Regions from separate parts of the Mus musculus genome. Here region 1 is linked to region 2. A link is a contact called in public HiChIP or PLAC-seq data. All regions are on one chromosome and are shown on one strand. Each heading gives the region's core, a stretch centred on a gene start, on an enhancer-like site or on the middle of the called end of the contact. The rest is flanking DNA. Distances are from core to core; before and after follow the strand shown.

Region 1 (5,091 bases), core at 561-3,060, 35 kb after region 2:
TCACAGTCAAAATATTAAGATAATTATAGAACTCACACATTTCAATAGAAAAGTTTCTTTCAACTTCATTGATGTCTGGGAAACCGAACACTATAGGGTAGAAAGAAAGGGGTCCTTGACTAGTATTGGGAAAACATCTTGTGTCACATGCCTAGAAGTGTCACATAAGCCATTTTGCTCAGGTCTCACGTCTGTCCTTTCCCAGGAGTTGTCACCGCATTCTACAAGCAGGAAGCTGAGGCTAAGTCACATGAGTGTCCAAAATACCCAAAGTGTGAGGGATTTTAACCCGGACCTGGGCTCTGTAGAGGGACCGTCAAAGTCTCTTCCTGATTGTAGGAATGTGCCCAAGTCCCTTTGCTTCTCTGATTTTCAACGTTCTCTTTTGCTTAGCTTGAATAACAATTATCTCCAAGTCTCAGGAGGCTGTGAGGGCATTGTAAGTGCACATGGTAACCACAGACACTGGGGGCTTATTTGAATCATTTTTGTCTGGATGCTCTTTTTAACTGCTAGACACTCCTTTTTAACTGTTCTGTTCTTTTAGTAAAATGTGGTCACTTTTTCCTTCCCACATGGTGCAGGAGCAAACCATTTATATCACAGCTTTTGCTTTTGAAATAGGAAAGGTCTACCCACATGGTCTAGAAAGGAAGAAATGATCAGGGCCTGGAATCGAATTCTGATCTTTAGCAGAGAGATCAAAAGGAGAGTGGGCTTCTTTGCATGGTTCAGTTCTCTAGATGTTCTGAAGGACTCAGGAGCTGACATAGGAAGACCCCTACCCTGAGACTCGATCTCATCTAGAAAGAATCGCAAGCAACAGTTGGAATGTTAAGTAGAAAGTGTGTTTTTCTAACTAACTGAACAGCAATAGGATGAGATATCATAGAATTCTGAAGACCTACCAATATGAAGGCATGCTGGCTGGGGAAATAGCTCAGTTGGTAAAGTGCTTCTCATGAAAGCAAAGGGAGCGGGGTTCAACCCCAGCATCCATTCAAGAAGCTAGGTGTGATAGTGCATACTTAGAATCTCAGCACTGGAGAGGTAGAGACAAGACAGAGGGTGCCTGGGGTTTTCTGGCCTGCCAACCCAGCTCCAGGTCCCAGTGAGAGACCTCATCTCAAAAAACAAGATGGGTGGCTCTGAAGGAACAATGTGAAAAGCTGCTATCTGGCCTGTACACACACACACACACACACACACACACACACACACACACACACACGGACCCACCAACAATAATAATATATTATAATAAATAGTAATAAAGGCATGAATAACACACACACATACACAGCATTTGTGAAATGCTGGCTTTATACACAACAATAAAGAGACCACAAAGCAGTTGCATGAGGCCTTGACAGCCATAAGTCTGTATAATCAAAGATAGGGAGAGCCAGGGAACTGGGCTGACGCTAAGGGACTGTGGGCAGCTTTGAGACTTTCTCTGAAGCTATAGTCTTTCAAAAGAAAAGGAAATATTGAGAGTAGAACCATTTTCTGCATTTATATTTTTTTTAAAAAATCACATCATGAAAATCTCTTGTTCTTCTGTAGAAAATGAATCTAAAAGTCTTAGAGAGATGCACCTTGCCTATACCAAAGTACAGAAGACCATGCATAGCCACGTAAACTTCCAGGAAGGGGAAGCCCTTGCTAATTAGGAACTGTGCAATGATTGACAGGAGAAAGGACCTATGTTGTGCCAAATATTATATAGCTGGCTTCCCATGCTGTCTTTATAAAGTAGGTGACACGTCATCCACTTTCGCAGATAAGGAAATGAGGCTCAGAGATACAAACTGACATCCAGGCATCATCACATAGCTGGTGGGTGTGGCTGCCACCTCCCCACTTTCTGATGGTTACCACTGATAGCCACAGTCAGACACAAGATTGGTGGCTTCTGAGGGTTTCCTTTCTCTGTCAGTCTCACACTCCTCCTCTGTACAAGGGGGCGGGGAGACCCTCTCTTCCCCTTATGAGGTGCAACTCCCTCCCTCTACCCAGGCCAAGATCAGCACTGTGTCGCATCTGAGCCACAGCCTCTGGCATGTGCTGGGTGGGAGGAAAAGATGAGCAAAAAGAGACAAGAATTTCCCAGTCTCCCCTGCCTGTGCCCCTGTGACACAGAGACTCCGAGCTGGCATAAAGGGGCCCCAGCACAGGCTGTCAGTTAACTTTCCTTGGCTTTGGTGGAAATGGCATTCCAGTCAAAGGCTCTGTTGTTTGCGATTGATAACTGACTAATGATATCAATGGAATCTTTAAAGGAAGGAAGCAGATGATAGCTAAGAAGATATCCACAGTAATAACGCAATGGGAGTGTCCTCCGAAGCCTGTGTCAACGGCTGGCAGCGAAGGAAAATATGTTAAGTAGATGGAAGAGTGATAGTTACCCTGGGATCCAGCTGCACTGTCTTGGTGCTAACACTAGCCTTTCTGAATCTCTGGGCCACCTGCTGACTGTAGCAGCTCCCTCTCCATCCCAGGACCCCTCCCCAAATGTGCTGGTCAGTTTTAATTGTCAACTGGCATCTGGCAAGAGCAAAGTCTCTGAAATTTCCCAGATCAGACTGGCCTGTCTGTGAGAGATGGTCTTGATTTATGATTGATGAGAGAGAACCCACCCCAGGGTAGTCAATGCCAGACCCAGGCAGGTAGGCACGGTTTCTTCTTCAGTTTCTACTTGAGCTCCTGCCCTGACTGACTTCCCTCCGTGATGGGGCTGTGACTTGGAAGTATAAAGCAAATAAATTCTTTCCTGATCTCAATTGCTTTTGGTCCAAGTGACTTGCCCAGGAACAACAGACAGGAAGTTAGAGCATTCTATACACTGCCATACCACCACTGACCCATTTCATCAGCCACCAGATCCTGATTCCCAGTGTCATTAAATCCCCTTCTTGGCTGCTTCTCTACCCTGGAGGTTACCTTGATTAGGAAGCATCAGAATGACTGGGATCAGAGGCTCAGCCCCAGGCTGCTTGAACCACGGACACCATTCCCTGACTCCCATTAGTCAGTCTCTGCAGACCACCATGAAGATGCTGTGGGCTGAGTCTTCCTTGCCCAAAATGCTTGAGGTCAGAAGCGTTTCAGGCCTCAGGGTTTTAGATTTTGTTTTTGTTTTATTTTAGGAGTAGGGGTTGTGGGTTTTAGAATATTTGCACACACACTGAGATATTAGGTCTGGGACCCAAGTGTTTCACATTTAGCATAGTCATAGGGTTGGTTTATGTCATCTTCTCAGTGTGTTGTTATGTATTGTTGATTATTTTGTTTCTTGGGGCAGGTTCTCAATGATGGAGCCCAGACTGGCCTTTTACTTCTGACCTTCCCATCTAAGCTCCCAGAGTTCTTCAGAGGCCTTTGTAGGTATGCTCTACTATGGCACTGGGTACCTCTGTTTTGTCTATGACCCAACTACATGAGGTCAGGTATAGAATCCTCCACTTGGCTTCATGTCAATGCTCAAACAATTTTAGCTTTGGGATTTTCCCACTTGAGAGCCTAGGGTTAGGCTCTGCCTGAGAGAATAATTGTGAAAACCTGTTAGGTAATACAAATATTTAATACAAAATCCCACTGATCAGCCCCTGCTCCTGGGCCCAACTTCTCTTCCCAGAGCTGGCAGAGACCCCATCTGTACGCAAGTTTTCTCTTTCACTCAGGGTGCCTGACAAAAGGAGTCTAATGATCAGAACACACGCCCCTACCAACCAGCCACTGGGATGCTGTCCTTTCCTACCACAGGGCTGCACTGTGTGCTGAGGATTACTGACCACCCAGGTGGCGGTACAGTACATCCTGGACAGTCATTTAATCTAGGATGATGGCAAAGATGGTGTAAGATGGTGCTGGCTTCAAGTCCTAGAGAGTAGGGGCCCACTCTACAGAGAAAGAAAATGAGCATGAGTCAGACAGCAGTGCATTCTGGGAGGCCATCAGGAGACACCCTCACATACAGGAGCACTGTGTCACCGCCCAGAAGGGGCTTCTGGCAGCACTACCAGGAGCACTGGCAATATGGCCAGATGACAGCTGCCACTGCCTTTCACACACTGTCTGACCCCGCCCCCCACCCCCCACCCCCAACCCCCCATGCAGTGCATCAAGCATGGCTTGTGGATTAGCATCTTAACAGATGCCTTAGGAGGCCTACTTCATAGCAGTAAGCTTGGGATACTTTGCCTCTCTCCTGACACAGCTAGTCCCTGATCCTCTGGATAAAATGGAAGAGATGGAGGATTTTGTTACAAATGAGCAGGTAGGTTCACATTCATTGTAAGAGAGAGAGAGAGAGAGAGAGAGAGAGAGAGAGAGAGAGAGAGAGGAAGAAAGGAGAAGAAGAAGAAGAAGAAGAAGAAGAAGAAGAAGAAGAAGAAGAAGAAGAAGAAGAAGAAGAAGAAGAAGAAAAGCCTAAACATTTTATTTTCAGAAATCAAGGTGAGACAGTAACCAAGAATGCTACCTAGACTGATTAAAAACCAAGGGACGCAGTCATCCTAGAACAAGGACGACTCTAGGGTCACTTTAAATAGCAAGTGACCTTTTCATTGGCTAGAATGACATCTGTGGTCAACTGCCTGATTTCACTCTTTTACCTAGCACTGGGCTCAGTGGCATTTGGAAGTGGTTTGGTTCTAACAATGGTATTTAAAAACCAAAAAAGGACTTGGGAGGAGTGACGGTCTAGAGCCCCACCACAGACCACTCCTCAGATCACAGAGAGCCTCAGCAGGTACCATAAGCAGACACAATAGGAGGCCTGACCCACAGAAAGGACACTGTCTTCGGGTTTCATCACTGTGAAGAGACACTGTGACTAAGGCAACTTTTGTAAGGGACAACATTTAATTGGAGCTGGCTTGCAGGTTCAGAGATTCAGTCCATTATCATCAATGGCAGGAGCATGGCAGCATCCAGGCAGGCATAGCACTGGAGTAGCTGAGAGTTCTATCTACTGCCTCTTCTGCACTGGGTGGAGCTTCAAAACCCACTACCACAGTGACACACTTCCTCCAGCAAGGCCACACCTCCTAATAGTGCCAATCGCTGAACCAAGCACATTCAAACCCC
Region 2 (5,254 bases), core at 2,308-4,807:
TTCCCCTGGCCTGGCTCTTTGGCCCTAACATTCTGTGTCCTTCTCCAACCCCGATCACTTACTTCATTTATAAAACAAGGTTGGCAACATCTTACAGGCAAATGAACACAAAGATCCCTTCCAGCTAACAATAGGCTAGCATTGCCACTCCCAAGTACTTTGGGCAGGGCAGGCAAGAAGAAGGGCTCTCATCTCAATGTGAACCCTGCTCTGGGACAGTTGGTTATTCTACAGTGGCTCCTTTGGCTACTAAAGACCATTGCACAGCCGGGATCAAAACTTATCCTATACAGTGGTTCCCACAGCACCAGCTCAACTTTCCAGCCCGTGTTCCCACCCCAGTGCCAATCAAGTCTGAATTCTGAAATCGTCATGGAGTCCAAGAAACAGAGGCAGCGGGAGTTGAAGATTCCATATTTTAAACAGATAAAGAACCATAACATAGCTTATCACATGACTGAGGTCTGTGAGCCTGCAGCAGTAGGGGTGGCGGCAGTGGGAGGGTGGAGGACTGAGGGAAACTGCAGTCTCTGGTGCTGGGATGGGAAGGTGGCTCATCTTCACCCCGGTTAGCAGGGGTTCACCTTCTTCAGGTGATTTTGAACCCACGTTTTGTTAGTTGAGGCGCAGCTTTCTCTACCTTTGTTCAGCCTGAATCTGTGAACAGAAGACACGGACAAGGACCTTGGTCACTCACTGGAATCTGTAACAGTCTTCTCTGCTTCTGTGAGACCAGGGACCCCTGAACTCCTGACTCTGTAAATGAAGAAATTTTACAAGATCTGAAGCTGGCGTGCCTGTGTTACATTGGAAGCTTATTAATGGGGACCCCTGAAGCCTACCGTGGAGACTAGAATTCCCTTTGTGGTACAGAGCACAGGAGCTGGCGGACAGTCTGATGTGTAGCTAGGACGAAACGTCCCAATCCTAGAACAACTCCTTGCTCCAGGTTTGAATATTTGTGTGTCTGCCTGGGGCCTACTGTGTGTGTGTGTGTGTGTGTGTGTGTGTGTGTGTGTGTGTGTGTTTGTAGGGTCTGAGATGTGTGGGGTATGTGTGTGTGTTAGTGTGGTATGTGTGTTTCTGTGATATAGGGGGTGTATGTGGGGATGTATGTGGGGGGTGTGGTATGTGTGTTTGTGTAGTGGGTGGTGTGTGTTTGTGTGGTGTGTGTGATATGTATATGTGGTGTGTGTGTTTGTATAGTGTGTGTGTGTGTGTGTGTGTGTGTGTGTGTGTGTGTGTGTGTGTGTGTGTTTCATGGTATATAGACATGTGTGGTGGCCAGGGGTCGGTGGTTATGAAATCTTCCTTAGTGGATTGTTTGTCCTACATTTCGAGGTAAGATCTCCCACAGAACTTTGTTAGGGCCAGCAAGCACACAGGCTATGCCTGCCTCTGCCTCATCTAGCACTGGGGTTACAAACTCACACCATCCTGCTGGGAATATGAACTCAAATCACCGTGTTTGAGCAGCCAAACTACCCACTGAGCCAACGCTCCAGCCTTGTCTGTTGTGCTTTTATTAAACATTTCTTCCTGGCTATATAGCTTGGGATCTAATCATAGGCACTTTGGGGTTCAAGCAAATAAATCAGGACCCCCCCCCCCTTCCTGGGAAGCCCCACGCCCCCTAGTGTCACTCTACACCTTAGATTGCCTGGTTGGGTTTAGACTCCCTTTTCTTGTGGAACAGCGCCATCTAGTGTGTACTATTCTCAATTCCGTCAATATTATCTCTCCCCTGGCTAGTGGCTCACTCACACCACAGCTGGGGGATCAGGACAGGAGGAGCCCATCTTTCTGTAACACTGGATAAACTTCAGGGGAAGCTCTTTCTTCAAGGTGTTCAAGCAGCAGCTATTGGAGACCGTAAGCACTAGAAGAAAAGCACAAAAAAAGACCATTCATTAGCAACCATAGCCTCTCACCCACAACAGAATTAAAAAGCAAAACCAGCCAAGTCCTTCCTAGGACAGACTCAAGCATGGAGACCACATCCCGAGGGCTGCAGTGCAGCTCTGTCTCAGCAGCAACACATTTCTAGGATGGAGACAACAATCATAAGACTGGGGAGGGGCGTCAGATGTGAGCACCCTACAAACCAGCAGGTGGTGGGGACAGAAACCACAAGCCTGCCTGAGCCATGGCTCAGCACACACTCCTGCACATACGGTGAGACTCTTCCTACCACATATACAAACCCCTTCAGTCCCAGTCTCCCAGCACAAGTGCGTGGCTCTGTGTACTGTGCTAGTACTTAAGCTCGGGGCTCTGGCCTCACATCCTAGAGGACCTGTTATCCCATCGCATGCAGGACATTGTAGTTCTTGGTTCACAGACATGGGGCTGGGTGAGGAACTCCACAAGGGCTCAGAAGGAAAAGGGGGTATTCCCAAAAAGTGGCTGGTCCACTCGCCCACACAATCTTCCACATTCCCATCCTTGGCCCTCCCCTCTTTCAGGGACCAGTAACCCCCAGTCTGCTGATTTGTACGCTCTCCTCCCACATCCCACCTTCAACATCCCTGTGTTCTAACCCTGGATCCTTCCTGTCTCGCTGTTCACAGAAACTTGCAGGTCCCCTGACCTCAGGTTGGTATTTTCCGAACAATCTAGAACATGGATTCCAGTTTATCCATACAGAAAACATCTTTAAGAGATATAATAGTTATCTGGCTGTTCACTCCTGTGGTCCTTCCTTCAGCCCCTGCCTGTCATCTGTCACACTGGAAATCAGTCTTAGTCCCTCCTCTGGACTTCAGGGATCCTAATTTGTTTTAAACAACCCCATAGGCCCTTCCAGTTGTCTGTAGGGTGAGGATCAAAATTATCTTCCACACACTAAAGCCACTTCATCTAGAAGGAGGAGGATGAAGAGGAGGAGGAGGAGGAGGAGGAGGAGAAAGGAGAAAGGAGAAAGGAGAAAGGAGAAGGGAGAAGGGAGAAGGGAGAAAGGAGGATGAGGAGGAAGAGAAAGGAGAAGGGAGAAAGGAGGAGAAGGAGAAGGAGAAGGAGAAGGAGAAGGAGAAGGAGAAGGAGAAGGAGAAGGAGAAGGAGAAGGAGAAGGAGAAGGAGAAGGAGAAGCTCCTCCCAGAACAGGGCCAGTCTTGGAACCCCATCAAGAGGATGCTGGCCCAGGTCTGTCTCTGCAGCCACCTAGTTCTAGGATTAGCAAAAGAATCAGAGGAATGGGTTTCAGGTCTGAGCTCCCCACCACGAAGTAGATGTGTGCTCCCAGTCCATAACCTTCCTCCACGCCCAGCGTCCCTATCCCATTACTGCCCGCCATTCATCTCCAGATAGGGACAGAAATGAAGCCAATGATGTCTAGGTAAGCTCTGTTCCCAGCCCAGAGTGCCTGCCTATACATCTCCCCTCCCTGGGCCCAAGCACTAGGACCCCATTACTCACTGCTCTTGCTGTCAACATCCTGTATCCACACGGCAGCCAGCAGCAGGCACATCAGTGCCATGGCAGTGGGTTTCATGGTGATAAGTTTCTGTCTCAAGCCTCTCTAGAGCAACCGCCGAATGTCTGGTGGAGCCAAGAACTCTCTCCTGCCTCACCCTGTACTGAGCTTTTATCAGAAGGCCCGGGGTGCTTTCCCAGACCATGGAGAAGAGGTGGGAGTCCCAGGGAAAAGGAACTCATACCCAATGGCCACATGGAAAACTCCTTTTCTCACCTCTCCTGGGAGGAGGGGGGCGTATTCGAGGTATGTTTGGGTGCCTAGTGGCCTTGGGAACTTCCCCAAGTGCAGAAGCAGATACCAATCTTTACGTTCTTGACAAAATACGTGGGAGCTGTCCTGGCTGAGTGGAAAGTCAAAAAAGGTGAGAGAGAGAGAGGAAGTGGCCCGTACACAGCTTGTCTAACCCACATCATTCCATTCAAAGCAGCTACAGGCCTTGGAGAAGGACAGAGCAGAGAAGGTACAATCTGCATCAAATGGAGCTTGTGTCTGGGTTCTGGCTCTGCCAATCAGCCATTGCACAAACTTCTCTAAGCTGCACATCCCTACAAAATGGAACTAGTAACACATCTCAAATCCGGGTGGTAAGAATGAAATGCAGAGCTGGGGAGATGGCTCAGTCAGCAAAGTACCTGCTACACAAGTGTGAGGACCAGAGTTTGATTCCCAGAACCCGCATACAGAGCAGGGGTAGTGGAATGATCTTGTAACCCCAGAGCTGGAGAGGCTGACCGGCTGATCCCTGGAGCTGCCTGGTTTGCCCGCTGAGCCTAGTTGGAGACCTCCAGGCCAGGGAGAGAACTTATCTCAAAAAGCAAAGTCGTTCACATGCACATAGACACATGTATGCACACCTACATACATGTACACACACACACACACACACATACACACACATACCACAGGTTGATCCTGTCTGTCTAACGTTTGGCCAACACATTTGCTATTAGTTTTATTTCTTTGTTCCCCAGCCCTTTCACAGCTTACTCTGATCCAGACCCTTGCTTGGTTACCCTTGGGACAATTGCCAATGGGGGCAAAGCCTGACCTGAGCCATCTTGCTTCAACCTATAGACAAGCCATGGAGAGCCATCCAACACAACAACGGCTCATTCAAGACAGATCTGTCATGTGGGGGGCACAGGAGAATGTTGGGGACACCCAGGGACTTCAGAGGACCCTTTCCAGACAGTGTTCTATAAGTACCATGTCCTGCAGGCTGCTGTGAAGACAGCACGTCAGGCAGGGGAAGGAGTCTGGAAAAGCCAAGTACAGAGGAACACCCTTCACTCAGCATCATGGAGAAAGCTAGAGCATGGGATGTAGATGCAGATGGGGTTGTGCAGCCAGATAAAAACAGTATATGCAGTGGGCAGTACTTGGGATAAGCAGCTCATAGGAGGCCCTCAAGAAAAAGCAGCTAAGCTTTCTGGCATTGGCATCATGGGGCCTATACACAGTGGGTTGGCTATGCTAACCTATGTTGACCTTAGCCTGTGCAACTGAAAAACCTTCAGTGTTTGTTGCCAACTGAGTGTAACTACTAGATAGTTAGAACTCTTCCCAAATAGTCAAGCTTCAGTCATCCATTTTGCTCTCCTATATCCACCATCTCATCCTTACTGTAACATCGACCTGACCACCTTCCCAGCCAACTCCCTCTGTGCCCAATCTGCTCATTTCAAACACCCTTCCTCCAATAAAAGTCATTTGCCAACCCCTGCGGGCAAATCTCAGCCTCCTTTAAGCCCCTGTGCCTGGATGGCAATCGGAAGTCCT

Evidence for each region. HiChIP or PLAC-seq counts read pairs in DNA pulled down with a chosen protein or histone mark.
Region 1: a BATF HiChIP or PLAC-seq map of CD8 T cells shows a contact between it and region 2, with 24 read pairs. The contact joins the enhancer-like site here to the promoter of Ccl1 in region 2. A contact is called at or near these places in 8 of 484 Hi-C or Micro-C datasets (CD8 T cells, CD8 central memory T cells, group 2 innate lymphoid cells and 2 more), 4 of 115 datasets of contacts at active chromatin or transcription factors (CD8 T cells, T-cell acute lymphoblastic leukemia, embryonic stem cells and 1 more) and 1 of 9 other capture datasets (adipose tissue).

What each region holds. Positions count from the first base shown.
Region 1 is chr11:82,212,716-82,217,806 of GRCm38.p6, forward strand. No RefSeq gene overlaps it. Among named protein-coding and RNA genes, the nearest start is that of Ccl1, 35 kb to the left of the region's middle. Within about 2 kb of position 1,811, at least 33 of the 459 cell types and tissues checked have an H3K27ac peak or open chromatin away from gene starts, as enhancers often do. A contact at or near this core is called in CD8 T cells, CD8 central memory T cells, group 2 innate lymphoid cells and 3 more, where this site is marked.
Region 2 is chr11:82,176,255-82,181,508 of GRCm38.p6, forward strand. It overlaps Ccl1 (chemokine (C-C motif) ligand 1), which reads right to left and starts at 3,558. Exons shown (of 3, transcript NM_011329.3): 1 at 3,415-3,558; 2 at 1,765-1,879; 3 at 412-657. The coding sequence starts at 3,490. The coding sequence ends at 570.